Regions from separate parts of the Zea mays genome. Here region 2 is linked to region 1. A link is a contact called in public Hi-C data. All regions are on one chromosome and are shown on one strand. Each heading gives the region's core, a stretch centred on a gene start, on an enhancer-like site or on the middle of the called end of the contact. The rest is flanking DNA. Distances are from core to core; before and after follow the strand shown.

The links. A called contact is a pair of places that touch in the nucleus more often than the background predicts.
Region 2: a contact with region 1 is called in a Hi-C map of leaf, with 5 times the contacts expected there. The contact joins two enhancer-like sites. A contact is called at or near these places in 3 of 25 Hi-C or Micro-C datasets (ear, leaf and tassel) and 1 of 3 datasets of contacts at active chromatin or transcription factors (seedling).

Annotation. Positions count from the first base shown.
Region 1 is chr1:19,373,184-19,380,650 of Zm-B73-REFERENCE-NAM-5.0, forward strand. It overlaps the pseudogene LOC103644463. Among protein-coding and RNA genes, the nearest start is that of LOC100274829, 63 kb to the left of the region's middle. Within about 2 kb of position 4,603, at least 14 of the 20 cell types and tissues checked have an H3K27ac peak or open chromatin away from gene starts, as enhancers often do. A contact at or near this core is called in ear, leaf, seedling and 1 more, where this site is marked.
Region 2 is chr1:19,438,728-19,446,194 of Zm-B73-REFERENCE-NAM-5.0, forward strand. No RefSeq gene overlaps it. Among protein-coding and RNA genes, the nearest start is that of LOC100283435, 18 kb to the right of the region's middle. Within about 2 kb of position 3,489, at least 20 of the 20 cell types and tissues checked have an H3K27ac peak or open chromatin away from gene starts, as enhancers often do. A contact at or near this core is called in ear, leaf, seedling and 1 more, where this site is marked.

The sequences.
Region 1 (7,467 bases), core at 3,353-5,852:
CTCAAGTGACCGTATAATGAAGGAGCCATGGTGTATGCTATCAAACATTGAGTTGCCGAGGATCCATAATTTGGTAGTTTTTGTAATATGCAAGTAGCTTCTACACAAAATTTTGTATGCTGATTGGCTGTCGAAAGTGATTTCTTGCGTTGTCGAAAGTGCAGTTTAACGAGTGTTCCTGGAATTTGGTAAAATTTTGTTGGTTAGTGCCTGTTAATTACCCACGGGGAAATGGACCACAAAAGCTTCTTTGCATTGTACATGCCCACTCCTTGTACATATGCAATTCCTTTATTTTCCTAATTTTGTTTATATACAAGACTGGGAGTGCCATGATCTTCGTTGCTACTTTGACTGCTCTAAGTAAAAAAGGTTATTGAAAGCATGTGTCTGGCAGGGAACGCAGCAAGAATTATTGTATAGTTCATTTTAGTTCCTATAACCATACAATGCAGTTGCTTTCTCAACGTATTTTGTTCAACTATTTGAAGTGTACATTCTTGCTTCAAAGTTCAAACAAGGATTAGGCTGTCAGTTACACGGCAAAATTTGGGCCACTGAAACCTTGTTTACTGTGTAGACGGTCAATTCACAAATATTTGTTTTTTTAAATTCTGGCAGGGAACACTATTCTCATTGTTAGGTTGGAGTGGAAAGAAATTACTATGGACACAACCTTGTATGGTTACACTGGTGTTACCTGAAGTTTTTTTGAATTGGTCATTCTTTGAGGCAGTTATGTTATTGACAATTTTAAATCGAACATTTCTGAAACTCACATTACTGCTACTCTGTTTAACAGCTTCTGCATGAGATGCTTAAGACATGCTACAGCCAAGTGTGGGAAACGGTGTCCCAAATGCAGGCAGTTCATCAGGTAAGACGGTTCTTGGAAGTTGTGCAATCTCGGCAAAAAGATGTGTGTTTGGTGAACAGACTCTAGAGGCTTTGTTGTCTAGATGATTGGCGCACTCTGCAACAACAGCTCGAAATCGTGCACCGTCAACACTGTGCTCTGGAACACCATTCAGCTCTTATTTCCCAGTGAGGTTGAGGTAAGAAAGGGTTCGGGCTCATCACCTTCACCATGCGACAAGGACGATGTGAGAGCTAATAGGTTCTCACAAGGTGGCTCCGGTATGAGAACTAGGAGCAGGAGCAGTGGGCAGCGGCTTCATCAGCAGCGAGGGTAGGACAAGAAGCAGCTTCATCGAACTCGGCGCCAGTGCGAACTTCATCGTCAGCACACATGGCAGCACAAGAAACAGTAACAGCAGGAGGGGCTTCGTCCCTGCCTCGCAGCTGCTGTTGACAAGATTAGAGCAATCTGAAGATGCTGCGGCGTTGGCGTACAGGTTGCAACAAGAGGAGTTCGTGAATGCCTTTGAGGAGCCTGAGCAGGAGAGTCAGCCACGCGACGCCGTGTCCACAACACAAGACACCCTGAGAGCCATGGCCTCCCGGGCCGTCCGCCTCCGTACTAGAGGCTGGCCTGTTTAGTACTGCTGCTCTGCTCTGCATGGAAGTTGAGACCTCTGAACATATAGGCGTCGGTGGGGTTGATAGCTCTCGAGTTCACTAGGGACTCTAGAAGATGTCTGCCCCACGATTGTTCACGGGAAGGCCCAGCGACAGCTATTGCCCCTGTTTGTTTCAGCTTTTTGGAGCTTTTGATCACCAAAAGCTGCTGCGGACTAACAAACGCTCAGCTTTTCAGTCAGCTTCTATAAAATTTGTTTGCGTAAAAATCATTCAAAATCAACATAAACACATAATCGGTTGAGTCGTTGCAATAACTTTCTACATCCTGAGTCTTATGGACACCTTTATCTTCCTCCGCACGTAATCCTAATGATACTCAGATTCTCTACACAGCCAGATTCTCAGAAAAGCTGGTCAGAAAAAAGCTGAACCAAACAGGCCGTCTCCCACCTAGAATCCTGCCCACGATTGTTCACGGGAACATATAGAGCTTGAAGAATGGGAGGTCTCGCTCATTAAGTTTCCAGACGTAGCGGCTCAGTGCGGCCAAACACATAGCGAGGCATTAGAGTTGTCGAATGCGAGTCATGGAGCACATGAGACTAAGGATATGTTTGGTTGGGCTGTGGCTGTGAAAAAAAGTTATGAGCTGTGAGTTGTAAAAAAGTTGTTGTTGGTTGTGAGTTGTTAAAAAACTAAAAACCGTTTGGTGGAAACCACTAAAAGTCGTTAAAAGTTCTTCGATATATGTTTTCACAATTCCATACGAAAACCAATAAAAAGCAGGTCTAGGAGTGCTTTTAGTTTTATGCTGTGAGAAAGACACTTTTAGAAAAAGCTACTTCCTGGATCAAACCTTTTGGTTTGGCTTTTGACTTTTAGGGGCAAAAACTGAATCCAAAAGCCAAACTAAACAGACACTAATAGTGTAGACCTTCTCTATGTTGGCATCGATCCTCGCTGAGACACCACGAAACTAAGGAACTTGTCCGAAGATACCGTGTAGCTATACTTCTCTATTGAGCATCAAGCAGGTTTGATGAAGACACTAAAAACGCCAGTCAGGTCATAGAGGATTGAAGCACTATGACAAGACTTAACCATGATATCATATGTATTATACTAGGTGTGTGCTCGTGCGTTGCAACGAAAACATATAATACCATTGGTAACTTATGTAAGCTGGGGATGAGCATCAACACATATTTGACCGGATCTTTTTCTTCCTTGGGGATCTGGGAGTGTTGCAACGGGAACATATAATACCATTGGTAACTTATTTATCGATTTAGGTGGGGCAGCAGGCTGCTGCGCTCTTGGGAGAGCAGCTCGTCTACCACGTCGTACACCGTACCATTGGCTGCGGGGCCGCCACGCCGTATCAGCGAAGTATTACTCAGATCATCTAACCAACTCAGCTAATTTGCAGTTCCAGTGAACACAACTGAAGTCACGTGTATTCCGTTTCATCATCGATTATATGCATTATTATATACAAGTTAATGCAGCATAGATATTGCTTTCTACCCACCCAATTCTCCTAATAATATGCATTCACAGTAAATACAACAATCTTCTAGCAACAAAAACCTTAAAAAACAGATGTATTCGTGAGCGCGTCACTTGTAGACGTGGATGTAGTCTTGGAAGTAGAAGTTCTGGATGAAGTTGGCAAGCCAGCGGGAGGCAGCGAAGCACAACACGACCGCCGACACGATCGTGACCCTCTGAACAGTCGACGTGAGGACCGTTCCCTTGGCGACGGCAAGGAACCCGACGACGACGACTGAGGCCACCTGCAGGGCAGCCTCGAGCGCCTTCATGGCCTTGAGCGCCGCGTTGCAGCTCCTGCACTATACCACGTGCGACCATTACCTGCCATGGGCGTCCACAGTTATATGTTTCCCGTTGCAACGCACGGGCACACACCTATTAACACATATGACTTGCAAAAAAATATCAAACCGATCTTCATGTATCTATGTGTATATTATTGTGTGCCTTTATATATGCATAATTGAGAATATTAGATCATCTCCCATTTCCATATGTCCACATATCCTGATTCTATTTCTAGTTTAGGCTTTTTCAAATCTGATTCCATTTCTTAAAACATTGTTAGTTCTGTCTTTTTTTCTCACATCCGATCACATTTCTAAAACATATATATAGAAACAGGAATGAAAGAATGATTTTCGCACCCATTCCCGTCACCCTAAAGATGGGATGGGTTACAGACTTACAGCTGAATCTGCCGCAAATACAAATGTCCCTATCTCTTAGCTATATATAAATTGTTTGTTCCAAACTTATAACATTTATATTTTATAAGTTGTACACCAATAGTTCGTGTTTTCTTTGTAGCTTATATAATACTGTCTTCATGGTCATTTGTCTTAGAAAGAAATAGTTACTTTTCTTTGCTTAGATGCCGTCTGCAGTATTTAATTTCGATACTTTATATGATATTTTCCCTAGATTGGTACATGCCTATCTTTGTTAATATGCAGCAATTGATATTCATGGTGTAATTTGAATGGTTGTTAGATCATTTTAAACAAAAAAAATACTATATATTGTTCATAAAAGTAACTTTTGTTTGACTCGCCATCAATTATCTCACACTCTCTGTTTGTTTTCTGTTTATAAAGGGAAAACTAAAAGCTCACTAACAGCCTGTTTGGATTCTATAAATATTTAGATAGTGTTTTTTATTTGTTTATTAAATTACTTTTCAATTTCTCTCAACTTCTAGCAACTAAACTGGGCCTGAAAGAGAACACATTGTGCGTGAAAAAAAACGGGCCAAAGGTACCCTCTCTCCCGTCATTTTAACTAGCAGTTGCTTGAGCTGCGTAGTGATGGCGCATTGTTTTCTCATGTTCAATCAAATTAGCTATTGTGTGTTTGTATATTTGTCGCCATTCTATAGAAAGTACTGTTTGAACCTAAACAGACTGTCCAGAGAATTTGGTGACGCGTCGCCCGACGTTTTCTTTCCAAAAAAAAAACGTCTTCCGGATTCTTGAATTGTTTCCCAAAGTGCCTGACAGGCGACAGCCCAAGATATCGGCCCATAACTGCAAGAAGGCCTCAGAAGGGCAGAACCGTCAAGTTAACGGCTTCAAGGCCCATAAAAACTTACCTTCTCCTATAGCAAAGATCAAGCCAAACATTGCTGTGCTAACAATCTACGCTTGACATTCTGAGGACCAATCTTTTTCAAGATAATAGAAAAAAATTATAGCTTCAAACTTTTTCAAGAAAGAATAGGCATAAATCCAAACTTATTACAGCAACACACCTGAATTAAAATCCTTATTACATATTCCAAGCTAAAGCCCGAGACGCTAAATAAAGGACCATTCATTTTGTATGGCTCACGTGGTTAGCATTGTACTTCAAACTGGCTCGTACCTATGTTTTTTGGGCCCCGGAGCGAAACACATACCGAGGCCTTTTTTTCCTTGCACTTTTTATAACAAGAATAACATTTTCTAACTTTAAAAATGTGATGATAAAATTGCTCTCTCTATTTTATGCATAACAAGCATGGCCAAATTAATTAATTAAACTAGCACATACCTAGTAAAATGAATATATTTTTTAGTTAATGAGGTTTAGATTATTGTAATCGCTAGTGACAACACAAAAAAGTATTAGTGGTTTGATTGGCTAATATATACCTGGTGTTGTTGAATTAACTGATGATCAAGTCACTGCCTTCACATGTAAGCTTCAAAATCTTGCGTGCAGGTCAGTTTGTTATTAAATGTTGATGCTACATGCTGACTACAGAGGTGACTACTAAGACGTGCTGAATACAGGAGTTGTCTAGATCGACGATAGGTACCTTATGCCTCGTAGTGTATCACGTGATGCGCCGACGACAATGTTCGTGTTTGTTTTCTATACGCGATTATATTTCACGATTCAGACACATCTAAATATCCAACACAACCAAATTAGGGCCCCCAGAATTGTAGAAGCCCTATGCGGTCGGTCCACTTGCACTTGGCCATGTATGTGTCTGACTCCAAAACTTCGATTGTTGTGTTAGATAGTCACACTATATGATAGATAATGCTAGGCACGAGTTGAACCGATATCCTCTCAGTTTCAAATTACAAGATATTTAAATTTTTTAGAGAGTTAAAGCTTTTAAGTCTAACAAAAAAATAAAATTATGACATAAAATAGATATGCTACAAGAATACAACCGGTGAAAAATTAATAACATCTATTTGGAATTATAAAAATTATTATTCTATTATATAAATTTAGTTAAATTTAAGATCGCTCTGACTGTTTACAAAAGTTTGGATTGGTTTATAATTATGGGACGGAGGGAGAAATATTGAATCCATGATGCATAGATCCATTCTACGCTGCTATCAGCTACTAGCCTATTACCGTGTCTTACGCTGTGAGAAGTAGATCATACATATAGTCCAGCAAAACATTGTGTTACATTATAGAGTGTTGTGTACATAGTGGAGTATGAGATATGAGGTGATGAAAGGTGTCGGGGACCATAATTAGGGGTACCCTCAAGGCTCCTAAATCTCAGCTGGTAACCCCCATCAGCACAAAGCTGCAAAGGCCTGATGGGTGCGATTAAGTCAAGGATCGGTCCATTCGAGGGACGTGATCACGCCTCGCCCAAGCCCAGCCTCGGGCAAGGGCAGCCGACCCCGGAGGATCTACGTCTCGCCCGAGGACCCCCTCCAGCAACGGACACACCTTCGGCTCGCCCGAGGCCCAGTCTTCACCAAGAAGCAACCTTGGCCAAATCGCCACGCCAACCGACCAAATCGCAGGGGCATTTAATGCAAAGGTGGCCTGACACCTTTATCCTGACGCCCGGCCTCCAGTCGACAGAGCTGAAGTGACCGCAGTCACTTCGCCGCTCTACTGACTGGTCTGACAAGAGGGCAGCGCCGCCTGCGCCGCTCTGACTGCTGAGCCACTCGACAGAGTGAGGCTGACAGCAGCCAAGTCCGGCCCTAGGCGCCATGGGAAACTCCGCTCCGCCCGACCCCAGGGCTCAGACTCGGGCTCGGCCCCGGAAGACGACGAACTCTGTTTCGCCCGACCCCAGGGCTCGGACTCGGGCTCAGCCCCGGAAGACGATGAACTCCGCTTCGCCCGACCCCAGGGCTCGGACCCGGGCTCAGCCCCGAAGGACGACGAAGTCCGCCTCGCCCGACCCCAGGGCTCGGACTCAGCCCTGGCCTTAGCCGACGGTCTCCGCCTCGTCCGACCCGGGGGCTCGGACTCGACCTCGACCTTGGGAGACAGACTCGACCTCGACCTCGGAGGAGCCTCCACCTCGCCCAACCTAGGGCACGAACCGACCACGTCAACAGAAAGCGCCATCATTACCCTACCCCGAGCTGACTCAGGCTATGGGGAACAAGACCGGCGTCCCATCTGGCTCGCTCCACTATACGAGTAATGATGGCGCCCCGCATGCCCTGTGACGACGACGGCTCTCAGCCCCCTTACGGAAGCAAGAGGACGTCAGCAAGGACTCGACAGCCCCGACAGCTGTCCTTCCGCCAGGCTCCAGCGCTCCTCCGACGGCCACGACACCACGCGAACTGGGTGCCAAAACCTCTCCGGCTGCCACGATGGCATGTACTTAGGGCGCTAGCTCTCCTCCGCTAGACACGTTAGCACACTGCTACACCCCCCATTGTACACCTGGATCCTCTCCTTACGCCTATAAAAGGGAGGTCCAGAGCCCTCTTACAAAGGGTGGGCCGCGCGGGGAAGGACGGGACGACGCTCGCGCAAGGCCGCTCGCTCCCTCCCGTGTGGACGCTTGTAACCCCCTACTGCAAGCGCACCCGACCTAGGCGCGGGGCTAACACGAAGGCCGCGGGTTCCACCTCCCACGCCTGTCTCCCTCCGGCTGCTTTTTCACCCCTTCGCGTTCCGCCTCGCGCCGACCCATCTGGGCTGGGGCACGCGGCGATAATT
Region 2 (7,467 bases), core at 2,239-4,738, 64 kb after region 1:
TACCTTTGATCATCTCTTTCATATGCTATGACTAATGTGTTCTTTCAAGTCCATTTCATGCTAAGTCATAGATTGAAAGGGAAAAGGAGTCTTCGGCGAAGACAAGGCTTCCACTCCGCTCCATCGAATCATTCATCCTTCGCCGTCGCTCCGCACAATCTCTCCAACTTTGGTATAATCTTCACTCCTTTACTTCCATCCAAAGGGAGAGAGAGTATTTAACAAGGGCTTATATTTCACTCAAGCATCCGTTTTTGGCGATTCATGCCAAAGGGGGAGAGAGTATTAGCCCAAAGCAAAAGGACCGCACCACCACCAATTTAAAAAATGCAGTCTTTTATTTGGTATTAAAAGAAGTTTTCAATTAGTATCTTATTTTGATATAATTTCAAATTGGTATATCCTCTTCAAAATTAATATCTAAAACCCTCTTGAACACTAAGAGGAGGAATTCATTAAGGGGGGGGTTTTGTTTAGTCAAAGGAAAAGCATTTGAAACAGGGGGAGAAAATTTCAAAACTTGAAAATGCTTCTCAAAAATCTTATTCATTTACCTTTGACTATTTGCAAAAGAACTTTGAAAAGAATTTCCAAAACATTTTTGCAAAACAAAACATGTGGTGCAAGCGTGGTCCAAAATGTTAATAAGAAGAAAAGACATCTATGCGCATCTAGTAAGTAATATTTATTGGTTTCATTCCAAGCAACCTTTGCACTTACATTATGCAAACTAGTTATGCACTTCTATATTTGCTTTGGTTTGTGTTGGCATCAATCACCAAAAAGGGGGAGATTGAAAGGGAAATAGGCTTACATATTTTCCTAATTGATTTTGGTGATTGAATTGCCCAACACAAATAATTGGACTAACTAGTTTGCTCTAGATTATAAGTTTTACAGGTGCCAAAGGTTCACAATAGACCAATAAAATGACCAAGAAAGGGTTCAAACAAAGAGAGCCAAAGCCAACTGAAGTGTGCCCTGGTCTGGCGCACCGGACAGTGTCCGGTGCACCAGGGAACTCGACGCTGAACTCGCTACCTTCGGGAAAATGGAGGCCGCTCCGCTATAATTCACCGGACTGTCCGGTGTGTCAGCGGAGCAACGGCTACTTCGCGCGCAACGGTCGACTGCAACGCATTTAATGCGCGCCTACGCGCGCAGAGGTCAGAGCACGCGCAGCAGGCGTACCAGACAGTCTACAGGACTTGTCCGGTGCACCACCGGACAGCCCAGAGGCCCCACCAGTCAGAGCTCCAATGGTCGAACCCTAACGGCCGGGTGACGTGGCTGGCGCACCGGACTGTCCGGTGCGCCATTCGACAGCAGCCTCCACCAAACTAGCTGGGGCTATAAATACCCCAACCACCCCACCATTCATAGCATCCAAGTCTTCCACCTTCCAACACATTACAAGAGCTATAGCATTCAATCCTAGACACAACCAAACAGATCAAATCCTCTCCCATGTCTGGAATCACTCCAAATCAATAGTGACTAGAGAGAGTGACATTTGTGTTCATTTGAGCTCTTGCGCTTGGATTGCTTCTTTTCTTTCTCATTCTTTCTTGAGATCAACTCACTTGTAACCGAGGCAAGAGACACCAACTGTGTGGTGATCCTTGCGGGGACTTAGTGTCCCGTGTGATTGAGAAGAGAAGCTCACTCGGTCCAAGTGACCGTTTGAGAGAGGGAAAGGGTTAAAAGAGATCCGGTCTTTGTGACCACCTCAACGGGGAGTAGGTTTGCAAAAACCGAACCTCGGTAAAACAAATCCTTGTGTCTCACTCTTTATTTGCTTGTGATTTGTTTTTCACCCTCTCTCTCGGACTCGCTTTTATTTCTAACGCTAACCCGGCTTGTAGTTGTGATTAACTTTGTAAATTTTAGTTTCGCCCTATTCACCCCCCTCTAGGCGACTTTCAGGTGATATGAGTAATCTTGCAGAACATTGTTTTAAAATCTCATTATTAGCCAAACAACTTCTAGATTTTGTATTGGATTTTGTACCATAATCTTGCAATCTCAATATAAATTTATAATAGAATTTGTATCCGAATTTGTGCAGTATCCAACTGCTCAAAATATGTGGAAAACCAAACACTGCCTAGGATCGCTGGAGATAGCCTGTGCGGAGATCCAGGAGGAAGTAGTACTCGTGTGTTTGTCTGCTCGGTTTTAGTGAGCCGTACCATCTTATGTGGTGCGGCCTTTCCTTTCCCTTTTAGAGCTTGTATAATAAGATGGTGTAGTCGGGATGTAAGGAAACTAGGAAAGTCACATCAAATTTGTGGTGATGTGGAAGAAAGAAAAATAAAGAGAGAAAAAGTTAGTTGTTCACTGGTAGCCTGATGACCAGGGATGGATCTAGAATTTTTTTACTAACGATGTCACACTATAAATAATATAATAAAAAGATTCTAATTTCATGTCAATGTGTAACCCCATATAATACAACATTAAATTAAAATATCATTATTTAAATAAAGTCAAATATTTACCCCCAGAAGCATTATGCAGTGTGATTCTTCATCTTTTGAAGGTTATCAATTATAACATCATCGGGAATTATACTACTATAGCGGGCTCAACAAAACATATGATGCAGTCATTCATAGTCATACTTCATATAAAATTTGTCAAGTTAAATTATTAATTGTCTACACATGTACAAAATAAGCCACTAGGGCACGAAAAAGAATTAAATACTCAGATACTGAAATATTTGCATCTGCCATGATGAACTCAACCAGCAGAGGCCAAACTGGTTAATGTTTGCAACGTGTGTTGTTTAGTTCATTTAGAAGAATTTATATCTGCCTCACCATGTGTCCATGTCAAAAATCACTGAGACCACGCATGCATTGTCAGCCATGTTCATAACATTTTGAACATGCATTAAGTACTACCATCCGTATTCAGAACAGTCGTGCGGTAACCAGCATGCAGAAGGCAAATTGATCCATAGGAAGAAGGCAAATTGATGCGAGAGGACTGAGGTCCAGCTACATCATGAACTGTTGTCATCTACAGTAGGTGCCAACAAATATCATGAGTTTTGTTAAAACCATTGCTGTTCTTGGACAGCAATACGGCCAACGTGGCTCCGTCCATGCTGATGACAATGGATTGCACACAGATTCTAAGACTCCATGTGAGAGGAAGAGGTGGACTAGGTATTAAATATGTAGCTTGTATTATTATAAAGTTATTATATGTATAGGCTTCTATTTGGGTATATATAAGACATGATAATATTATAAAGTTCACTAAAGATTATATTATTAAACTAGCTGTGTCGATCAAATCCATTTTGCTGGTACGTCGGCGGGCCCTCACTCACACACTATGAAAAACGACAGTGGAAACGTAGGAGCACGCAGGCACAGCAGTAGAACTAGCTCGCACGGAAAAGCAAGCCTACAGAGCACAGTAGGGTCACGGCATCTCCTTCGTGCTCAAAAAGCTCGGACAGTTGCCGGTACCACTTTTATCAGTAACGGCTACAGGACGTGGGCACGTGGCGAGTTTTGCACGGTCTCCAGCGCCTAGCGCAAAAATCCAACCATGCACTCAATGACACGCACGTTTCTGAAGCGCGGAGCGCAGCAAAGGTCAGGAAAGCAACCACGCGTGGCCAGTGGCCGGCGAGGAGGAGGATAAGACTCGAAAGCTGCACACTGCGATGGTCGTTTTCGCTAATCTGGCCTTTGTCGTCGCCTCGTCGGCGTCTGAGATCACTCCAGATCAGTGAGATGAATGGCGCGCGGCTCCAGAGAATGGTGCCATGTCTGACTTTTCCACGCATGTGAAAAATACGTCCAAAGGCTTCACTGTGCGTTATTTACACACGGACTGTTGCGCGCACGGCGCATCCGTCGTATGTGTGAGTGTGACCGCATGGGTTGGGTGGGCCGCCGACACGAACAGCTCGGCTGGCTCGGCACGGCACGCCGTGGCCGTACCCGTAGTACGCCGCCTGCGGCCGGAGATCGACAAAGCAAGGCACGCACGACGAGGCAAGGAAGCGGGTGAGAATCGCGTGTGTCGTCCCGTCCTCTAGGCTCTCACAGCCTCTGCCTGTTTCCCCGGACGACGCCAAAACCGAGTCCGATTCGTCTACTCCGCGGCTGATGCCTCTGCCTGTTTCCATTCGGCGCGTCTGCTCAGGCATCTGAACCGGCCGGTGACACCTAGGCGCGCGCCCTTCTTCCCTACTCCCTAGTATCGCCCCCGCGCGCTGTGCCTCACCTCTACCCGTCCGCCTGTGCGCAACTGCCGACGTGTTCCCGGGCGCGCGGGCTCCGGCGCTCGTCCACCACCCCACCCGGCGTCGCGGCCACGGCGTCGCGGCTGTCACGGTCCGAGACCGACGCACCACGGGGCCGGTGGTCAGTAGCAAGGACCCGGCAGCGGCACGCCGTGTCACTTCTAAAACTGTGGGCTCAGCAGCGGCGAAGGGGAGGGAGGCTGCGCGTGGCTGGCGGTGGACCAGTGTAAAGCCCGCCGCGCCGATGCAGCAGGAGAGTTTTTTTTTTTAGTGCGCGTGGCCAGAACCGGCCAGAAGACTGGTGGTGAGCGAGACTAGCGGGGCAGTGGCAGAGCACTAGCGAACACCAAATGTCCGGTAGCGATCGAAAGCTGCCGTCCTGCATGGCATGCCAGCCACGCCGTCGCGTCGTGCATGGATCCAGACTTCCAGAGCAGCACAGGTCGAGTCAACACAACAGCCGCTCCTTTGCCTTTATTACCACGTGGCATGTCCGTTCCTGTAGCCTGATAAGGCTGGCGTCGGGCCCGGGGCGGGACCAGATTTGACGACGCCCTACAGTTTGTAGTAGCGGTACTACTGGACGTTGCAAACGGTACTGTGTGCGTGCTCTGACCGGAAGCCTGCCCCACCCAGCTATGGTCTCGGGTCACCGAACGTGGGGCATCGCCAACCGGTGTGTATACAGGATTGGTATCCACACCTCCGAACCGATAGACGCCATGGGCTATGTATGCGGCGTCGACTGTCCTCTCCTTTTTCTAGTTGGTGACTGCCGGTGGCGGTGGTTCTCCGCGCTGCCGTTGGTCCTCCCTCCCCGTCCGTGAACCCTCCCAACCTGATGCTGTTCTCTTCTTCGGGGTGGCGAGGCCGTCGTTTCCCCCCGTGTCCGTGATTCCGTGAAGGCCGGCTGCAGTGGCAGACAGGCGCAGCGCGCCGCTTTCTTTCGATCGCACCCGTCGTCTCAGCAGCAGAAGCAGCAGCAGCTTTTCCACTGTCCTGACAGGATCACTCACACTCCTGCCCATGCCATGCACTGATGACCGATGCACGCACACCTCGTTTCGTTTTCCAAAGTTTTCTACTCCGGGCACGGGCGGTCTGCTGGGCAGGGCTGGGCCTGGGCATGCGCAGAACTGGTGGATGGCATCGCAGCACGGCCGAACCGAACGCGAACCGGAACAGAGCTCCGTCCCCGGCGGCGGCGCCGGCCCGGCCAATGGAGAATCGTCGTCGGGTCCGAGCCGAGGGACGTGGGAAGAAGACGACACACACACCCACACCCACACGTCGCTGCCCGTCTCAGGTCCTGGCACTAGGGAGTGGGAGTGTGTGTTGGCACTTTAGCCATCCATCCATCCATCAATCAATCGGTGTCAGTCAGTCAGTCGGTCGGCAGTGCCCACGACTTTTTTTTCTGCGTGGGGTGGGCCCAAAAGAGGTTGCTTCTCCCTCCCTCCCTCCGCGCCCTGCTTTTTTCAGAGGTCTAGGAATAGATTCCCCGGCTACCCCGTTCTGAGGGCGCGGGAAATCGGACGCAGTGGCTGGCGTTTCGTACAAGAGATAGGAACTCGGATAACAGCGTCCATACATTGAAATGTTCGGGCTTCCGGAACACGTCGTTCGGATGTTGGGCAATGCTCATCTGTTCAGGTTGTGCTCGAATAAAACGCAGCAGCCAGCGGGACAGTCTTCACCTCACTATCTTTTTGCGTCGGTGGCCTGTTCCTTTTATGAGGAGACCGATGGTTTGGCAGGGCCCCCGATCTCGATCGAACCGCCAGCACGGCACCCACACCGTACCCCATGTCGAGAAGCATGCAGAAACCATCATCGTCTTCGTGCACCCCTGCGAAGAGTTCCGTTGTTGTGCTGTGCCTGTGCGTCACCCTCACCCTGATGTTGATGAAACCAGCCGAGCCGGGTAGATCACGGTGTTGACAAAGCGGCCGGGCCGGATAAGGTAGCCTTTGGATCATCCACGGTCACCCCGAAATTTAATAAAAGCCGCCCTCTCGCCGTCTCGCGTGCATGCATGCATGGCCATGCAGATGCACGAGCACGACACGAGGAGAAAATCTTGGCCGAGGCCGCCGTACCGAAGCATTCAACTTTCAACATCGCTACGCCTACGCTAGCTAGCTAGCCTGCCTTGCTGCGTGCCGTGCCGTGGGAAAAGATGAACACGAGAGAGCATCGCATCTAGAAGAACGTCGATCGAGAGTGCAGCAGCAGGAGGAGCTGAGGAGCGCCGTGCCTGGCGTCTGCCTAGGCCCTAGGGTTTCGAGCCGTAGCCTTTTAGGCTGCTAGCTCCAACTGCAGCAGCATCAATCGCTAGGTGTATAGGTTGAGCCGCCGCACTTTAGGACCTCGCGCTCGCGGTCCTCCTTTACTTTAATCTGTCCGTGGGTCCCGGGACGGTTCCTAAAGCGCTGCTCTGAGCTGGGCTGCCGGCTCGGTGGTGCCGTCTCCGCCGGCACAGTGCCTGCCACGTTTCGCCACCACACAACACAAGAGCTCTGCTCAGCTTCGGCATACGGCGGCTTACCGTACCGTCTCTTCGATCCTGTGCTGTGTCTGAATCTGATGATGAGCTCCAGCCAGCACCCCCAGCCGAACCAAAGAACGTGGCTCTGCCCCCGGTAGCGGTAGCGGTAGCTCCTTCATCAGTTCCTGCAGAACATGGACATATGCACCAGCACCATTATTCGCGGCACAGTACAGTACAGCTGCACCTGGAGGAGTATTCTATTTAATTTACGGGGGTAGGAGCATGCATAGAGAATAGAGATTGTGTTTTAGATGTCATGCACATGCATCTTACATACACCACGTCGCGGGACTACTGCACAGATAGGTTTCCAACTCTAATATTTATTTAGTATCCGTTGTCCTAGCCACCAATAACGATAGATGCCTCCAACAGACAGGTAGTGTTTAAATGCAATATAGCTAATAGTTAATTGACTACAAAAATATTAGTAAACTTAGCTAGCTAACAATATATTAACTAATTATTAGTTAATTTACTAAAAATAGCTAATAGCTAAACTGTTTTGATGTATCCAACTGATTTTAGCAGCTAACTATTAGCTCTAATACATTCAAACACCTCATAAAACTCAGATAGTAAAAATAGGTTAGCAAGTCGATCATAGAAAATATCTATTTTTAGTTTTTTAAAAAAAACTTCAAAT